2 separate regions of the Zea mays genome follow, and region 2 is linked to region 1. Evidence: chromatin contacts called from public Hi-C data. All regions are on one chromosome and are shown on one strand. The core of a region is the stretch at or near the end of the contact, and the rest is flanking DNA. Distances in the headings are between cores, read along the strand shown. Region 1 overlaps LOC100383201. Region 2 holds the start of LOC100285673.

Region 1 (3,376 bases), core at 211-2,710:
TAGAAGGTGGTAATTTTGCTGGTTCTGGTCTGGCAGACAGTGGTAATCTTGTTGGTTCTGGTCCTGCAGAACTTGATAATCTTGCTGGTTTTGGTCTCGCAGACTGTGGTGATCTTGCTGGTTCTGGTCTGGCAGACTGTGGTAATCTTGCTGATTCTGGTCCTGTGGAACTTGATAATCTTGCTGGTTCTGATCTCGTAGACCGTGGTAATCTTGCTGGTTCTGGTCTTGCAGAAGGTGGTAATTTTGCTGGTTCTGGTCTGGTATACAGTGGTAATCGTGTTGGTTCTGGTCCTGCAGAACTTGATAATCTTGCTGATTGTCTTGCACGCGGTGGTAATCTTGCTGGTTCTGTAGGTTCTGGTCTTGCAGAACGTGGCAATCTTGCACTGTGGCGACGTGATCTTGTTGGGCATGGAAGATTAGTCCGGAGCATTCCGGTGTTGGCTGTTGACCGGCCACTGTTACCGCTACAAGGTTGTCCTGCTGCGCAAGATTGGCCCTCTGACGATAGATCACGATCTGCTGTATAACGTGCTTGAGTTTCATCTTGGTGTCGTCGATCCGTCGCTGCAGCTCTTCTATGATGCCGACGCACCCGAGGACGGGGTCGGCCGCGCGAGCGTCCGCCTCGTACATGAGCGAGGTCATGAGGTCGTTGCTGAACTTGGTTTCGATCATGCCCAGCATCTTCACGAGGTTGCCGACGCCGAAGAGGTGGTGGGCGTTGAGGAAGCGGCGCTGCTGCTCGGCGGGGAAGTAAGGGGCGAGCTCGCAGTGCGAGTTGCACTTGCGCCGCTGGTACTTGCACGCCGCGCATGCCTGGTTGTGCCGGCTCCCGATTCCGCCGGCGCCGGTAGGGGTGGGGCACGGGGTGTGGGAGGAGGATGGCGCGGGGCTGGGAGAGGCGTCCGAGCCGTTGGCGGTGGCGGTGGCGGTGGCATTAGTGTCGATGTCGAGGGGGAGATGCTCTGGTCGTGGCCGTCGCCTTGAGGTGGAGGCGGATACGGTACGCTCGCGCGCGGCGGCCGGCGAGGTCGAGGTTTTGATCCTCCGCGCCCGCGGCGCCATCGGCGTATGTGGATGAGTTTTTGAAGGCCGAGTTTGCATGCATCGATGTCCGCGACTTCTCGCTGTCTTTTTAAGATGACCATGACCATGACCAGGCGGATTATTGACGATCGAGTATATCCTTCTATTCCCTAGTTTACGTCATTTATTGCGTCACGTGCAGTGCGTAGATTTATCTCCTCCCCACTTCTCGCTTTGTTGTTGTTGTGCGTAGATCTGTTTTCTTCTCTCTTTTTTTTGTTTTTTTTTTGTGCTTCTCGTATCGTCTAATAACCAACCACTTTATCATCCTTGGCACTTCCAAGCCCCGTCGATCTGAGCCCGAGCAACCCATGCATTCAGATTTCAGGGCCCAGAGATTGCAGGCCGGCGTGCTCACATCCACGTGGGCCTGCGTCAGGCTTTCAGAGTTTTGATTCCACCCACTGTGCCACGCCACGCACCCTGCCACCCTGGCCCCCCTAGAGTTGAGAGCAACATAGGCCCTATTTGTTTTATATTATAATCTCTCCAGATTATATAATCCAGCGCAAATAATCCATTAGCTAAACAAACACATAGATTATAGGTTCAGATTATATAATCTAAACTCCAGATTATGATAATCTCATAATCTTCTCAAGACTAACTTATTTGAGATTATTTTGACAAAAGACCCACTACCCATGGTAATGTAAATAGAAATTACAATATATGTCATCCTTCTTTTCTCACCTCAAATAAACAATAAGGGTATTGTTGTCTTTGTGAATAATCTATATTTGTATAATCTAAACTACCAAACAACTACATATAAATTATAATATATCTAGATTATAATCTGGATTATATAATTTAGATTATAATACAGATTATATAATCTATAAGCTGAAACAAACAGGCCCATAGCCAAGCCGCCGATTCTGTTATTTTTCTTCCTTGCTTTACGAGTTTTGTCTGCCACGGCAAAGTGCACATTGCCCTAAAGGGTAACTTGTTTGAACTGCAGGCCTGTTCCGCTGGCGTGGCTAGGGTTAAAAACGGACGGGTAAAATCTCGTCTCGACCCGTACCATTTTCTACATTTCACTCAACTGTTTCTGTATTTACAGAAAAATATGGAAACGGGACGGAAACGAGAGATGATTTATTCCGTCCATTTTTGCGAGATCCAGTTTTTATCCGGGTTAAAACCGTATTTATTCCGTATTTGATAAATATGGGACGAGCCTAATATGCATTAGTATAAAAAATAAAGCCTCGTGTCTTTAGGTGCTAAATTATAGCATAAATGACAATTGTAACCATCGACTATTTTCAATGACAAGTCTAAAATCTTAAACAACATCGGATATAGCTAAATATACACTATTAGCAATCAAATAATAATAGAAGGTTGTCTCTCTATATCTATTTATTTTATGTTATTGTCATGCCAATCAATCACTAGTCAAACATCAATATCATTCTTATTTGTATTAAATTATGGGTTTCCATTAGTATTTCTATTTCTTTTCGTTTTCGCAATTCCGTTTATACCGCTCCCATTTCCGTTCCCGACTATTCCGGACCCGATCCCATTTTCGATGATAAAATACGGATACGAAAACGGAAGAAGGGTTTTTCTGTCCGTTTTCATCCCTAGGCGTGCCCACTCACGCCGAGATCAGACATACGTTTATCTAAGGGCTAGTTTGAAAACACCATTTTTCCAACCTATTTTCACAAAAGAAAATGAACTAATTTTGCTTAGGAGAATGAAAATCCCTTGAAAAAATGTGGTTCCAAAACTAGCCCTAAAACAAAAATTGCGGCATTGGAAAACGTTACTACATTCTTGTGCTTCATATATGTCCATTTCAAATGAGACCTCAAAAATAGACTACAAATTGCAAAACAAAAACACAGGCGCAGAGCATTGTTTTCACTCTGCAGGGTCAAATTCGCGGAAACCTTGTTTGAAATCGTCCACCAGTTTAATCTCTTCCTCCTTTGAAATCTTGCAGTTCCTCCAATCTGCACGATCCGCCATGCTTAGCAGTCCCGCTAACACCTGTAGCCATGAAAATGAAGGACAGCCAGCTGTTCATTACTTAATCCCCAAAAATTCAACTAGTTTGTCGTTTCAAGCTAAAAATGAGCCAACTCTGGTCATTTCATACCTCGCGTCCAAACTGAACAGGGAACTTCTCGTTACTGTCGACCATGTGCAAGAGAATTCTACCTTCCGGGAGCTCAACATAAAACAGCCCTGATTTGCTTTCGCATTGAGACATCAATGATTCTCTAGCAGTTTTTGCACCATCTGTAAAAACAAAGCAGATAAC
Region 2 (3,408 bases), core at 101-2,600, 560 kb before region 1:
TCCCAGCCCTCGGATATTCTCCCGGCCATCGGACATAAGCGTATGTCCGACGGTCTCCTAGGCAGCCGTCGGACATAATGGAGCCGTCGGACTTGTATCGTTTTACTGTAGTGATGCTGCAAAAGCATGTTAGATTAAAATAAATGAAACAGAGCAATCCAACTGCACTGTCAAGTACAGACACATCATCATAGGTTCATTAATAGAATATATACATGCAACACACAACTCTACAGATGAAATTTATAACAGAATTTAAAGGTAGGCTAAGATTCGGCAGCACATGTGGAGCGAGGAAGAAGACTAACTTTAATTAATTTTGGGAAAAATCTCTCTACCACGCATGCATGCTTTCTTTTGGTTCCATCAAACAATAATATACAAAGCATACAACAACATACAGCTACGTACGTACAAGCACATGTGATGGACATAGACATCCAACCGAGGCGATCATCTATGGTTTTGACATGCATCCACGTACGGTTTACATTTTCTGTGGTCGAAGAGAGCTGCGCCATGCACCCACGGTGGTGTGTAGGGGAAAAGAAAAAGTAATTCTAATTTACATGACGGAGCACGCGTTGGGGTTGTCGTCGCTGAACATGGTGGCGAGCCGCTCCTCCTGCGGCGGCCCGGCCGCCGCCGCGGGCCCGCCGTAGGTGGAGGAGACGGGCATGACGGCGTCGACCCTGCGCACGTAGCCCGGCGGCGCCTTCTTGTCGTAGGCCGGCGCGGCGTAAGGGTGCGCGACGAGGCTGTAGGGCACGTAGGGCCAGATCTCGGCCTTCTTCCCCGTGGCCTGCACCCGCTTCACCACCTTGTGCGGCTCAACGTACCCCTGCACCGTCACCTTGTACTGCTTGCGGTTGATCTCCACGGAGTGCACCCCTGATGACGATGATGATCAGATGATGGACGCAAACAAGGCGATGCAACAAAACAATTAGCAGCAGCCAGCAGGTTGTATTTCTTCGGAGTAGAATCTGATGAAGAAGATATGCATACCTTTCATGCTGGAGAGCGCGTTCCTGACTTTCATCTCGCAGCCGTCGCAGTCCATGCGCACCTTGAGCTCCACCGTCTGGAACTGCTTCCTCTTCTTGTACCGGCGCCGGCCGCCGCCGCCGCCTAGCAGATCCGACAGGTACTCCAGCGTGCCTCCTCCCATGGTTGTTTAGTGAGCTCGAAGTTGCAGGAAGCTACGGGGGCGAAGGATCACAAACTGATGATGCGACGATGAACGAACGAATTAGCTCCCTGCTGCGGCGCTGTTCTTGAAATGGTCACCAGTCCCTCACTCACTCGCTGCTCACCACACACGAGCTCAGTTTTCTTTGAGCTTGCTAGCTCTGATGATGAATGGTACTCCGTAGCTACTAGAAGAAGGCTGCGTGTGTGTATATATATACGCCTAGCCTCCAGCGGCATCATGCTGTCGCCAGCAATATAATCCAGGCACCAGCTCACTGACCTGAGCTGCTTTCTTGCAGGCAGTGAGGCGGCCTGATACTGTTTGTGTGTGTCGCCAGCAATATAATCCAGGAACCGTGTCTCGCTTTGCGGGTGACGGCCGCCAGAAGTTTCCGAAGATGCCTTGCCGCGGCGCCTGCCTGCAGGCTGCAGCAGATGCACTGCTTGCTTCGCTTTCTTTCTTCTACCTGTCCGTCGGCGGCCCGCCTGCCGAATTCAGCTCGAACCGACTCCGCACAAAAAGCCAGCTTTTGGGGTGGTAAGCTAAGCAAGGGGAGCAGAACAGGGGAGGGCGGAGGAAACGGACATGTCCTTGCGTCCCTTGTGTTGTTGGGTAAGTACCGCGCTGGCTTTCCTTCAGACCGGCCTCCACAACCATTTCCCTGTATGATGGTTGCTTACACCCGAAGACATGTATTCTCTTGTCGTAAACATCTTCTATGTAATTTTCTATAGTTGCTTAATTACACATACTCAACAATATTTGCCGTGCCATGCTGGATTGCTGGTTTCTCAACAACCGCTGGGCTGCCTCAACTCTCTCCTTCAGGTACTACTTAAGGTGTAAGCAAGTTGGCTGGCAGCAGAGGAGTCCCAGCAAGGGACGACAGATGGGCAAGGAGGCACTCCAATCAGGGCCCCCACGACTGCCACGCTTCGTCCGCTCAGGTGTGCCGTTGTTCCCTAATTTTGTGGGTACCAGCGTGTGGGCCGCGCACTTCGCGGGTCATATAGATAATTCCAGGATTAGGCCTTGATTGTGGGACGAGGGTTCTTTTAATTTTGAGGTATTTGAATGCATTATAGATAATAGTTATAGGCTAAAATTAGTTGCGACATCCAAATACCTTAACTAATAGTTCAGCTATAAGCTATTTTTGGTACATTAGTAAATTGTTAGCTAGCTAATTTTACTAAGAATTTTTAGCCAACTAACTATTAGTTTAGTGCGTTCAAACACCCCTTTAGTACTATATTTTCTTATTATTCTAAACTCTCGCTTACATACCTACGATTTCTATATATCACGTAGATAGACCTAATTTAAATGAGATAGTTTATTCAAACACGTTCTAAACAATTACAATAAGCATCAAAAAGTCATAAGCGGCTTGCAAGAATGGAGGAGGCGGGGTCCTACTTGTCCTCGCGGACGGCGCGCGGCGCCACGACGGGTGACTATGCCGACGCCCCCCTCTCTTAATCAAATAAGTACAATCTCGAATCAAACCTAACTAATCCTAAATTCACCAAATCGAAAAGTCATGTATCTCAATCAATAACCTAACAACTCTACTACGCTGACACCTAGTAGCCCCATCTAGATGGACCATATTCTTGATTGTGTCGCTGACTGCCTGCACGAACGCATCACTGGTGTACGTGTCCTAATGGATCGGGTCTGTTGAGCAGCCCCATGGCCCGACAAGGTTTAGCCCGGCTCGAGCATGGCTCGTCCCAGCCCTAATAACCATGTCGTGTCTGGGCCTTAGATGCAGCATGGCGGGCTAGACCCGGTGCCGACCAATTTTATTTTTACATAAAAATATCTATATTATAGTTGAGTATAGAATATATAACATATAATTATTGGTTTTGAAGAAGGCCGACGAGAATGAATATAGCCGACATGAATCTTGGTGATTCTTGTTGTGGAGCATCCTCGTCATAGAGCTTTATAGTTAGAAGTCAATTGAAGCATAACACAAGAGGCGTTGCTTGACATTCAAGAAGTGTTGAAGTTGTGCGACGAGTAGGAGAGGTAACATCATGAGTATGATCGGTAACGTTAGGTATACAATCGGCAACATAATTCATATTTCTCCAACTATATAGCACAACAGTAGGCAATGTTTCAAGTGAGTTTGATTGATCTTCTATCATCAATTTTAGTTTTAACATAACTAATGACATTTTATCTATTATATTCATAAA

Evidence for each region. A called contact is a pair of places that touch in the nucleus more often than the background predicts.
Region 2: a Hi-C map of tassel shows a contact between it and region 1, with 2.0 times the contacts expected there. The contact joins the promoter of LOC100285673 here to the enhancer-like site in region 1. A contact is called at or near these places in 2 of 25 Hi-C or Micro-C datasets (ear and tassel).

The regions. Positions count from the first base shown.
Region 1 is chr7:103,412,490-103,415,865 of Zm-B73-REFERENCE-NAM-5.0, reverse strand. LOC100383201 reads right to left here. Exons shown (of 10, transcript NM_001175863.1): 9 at 3,212-3,354; 10 at 2,797-3,102. The coding sequence ends at 2,974. Among protein-coding and RNA genes, the nearest start is that of LOC100383201, 7.5 kb to the right of the region's middle. Within about 2 kb of position 1,460, at least 18 of the 20 cell types and tissues checked have an H3K27ac peak or open chromatin away from gene starts, as enhancers often do. A contact at or near this core is called in ear and tassel, where this site is marked.
Region 2 is chr7:103,972,629-103,976,036 of Zm-B73-REFERENCE-NAM-5.0, reverse strand. LOC100285673 reads right to left here and starts at 1,350. Exons shown (of 2, transcript NM_001372318.1): 1 at 1,009-1,350; 2 at 215-891. The coding sequence starts at 1,171. The coding sequence ends at 566.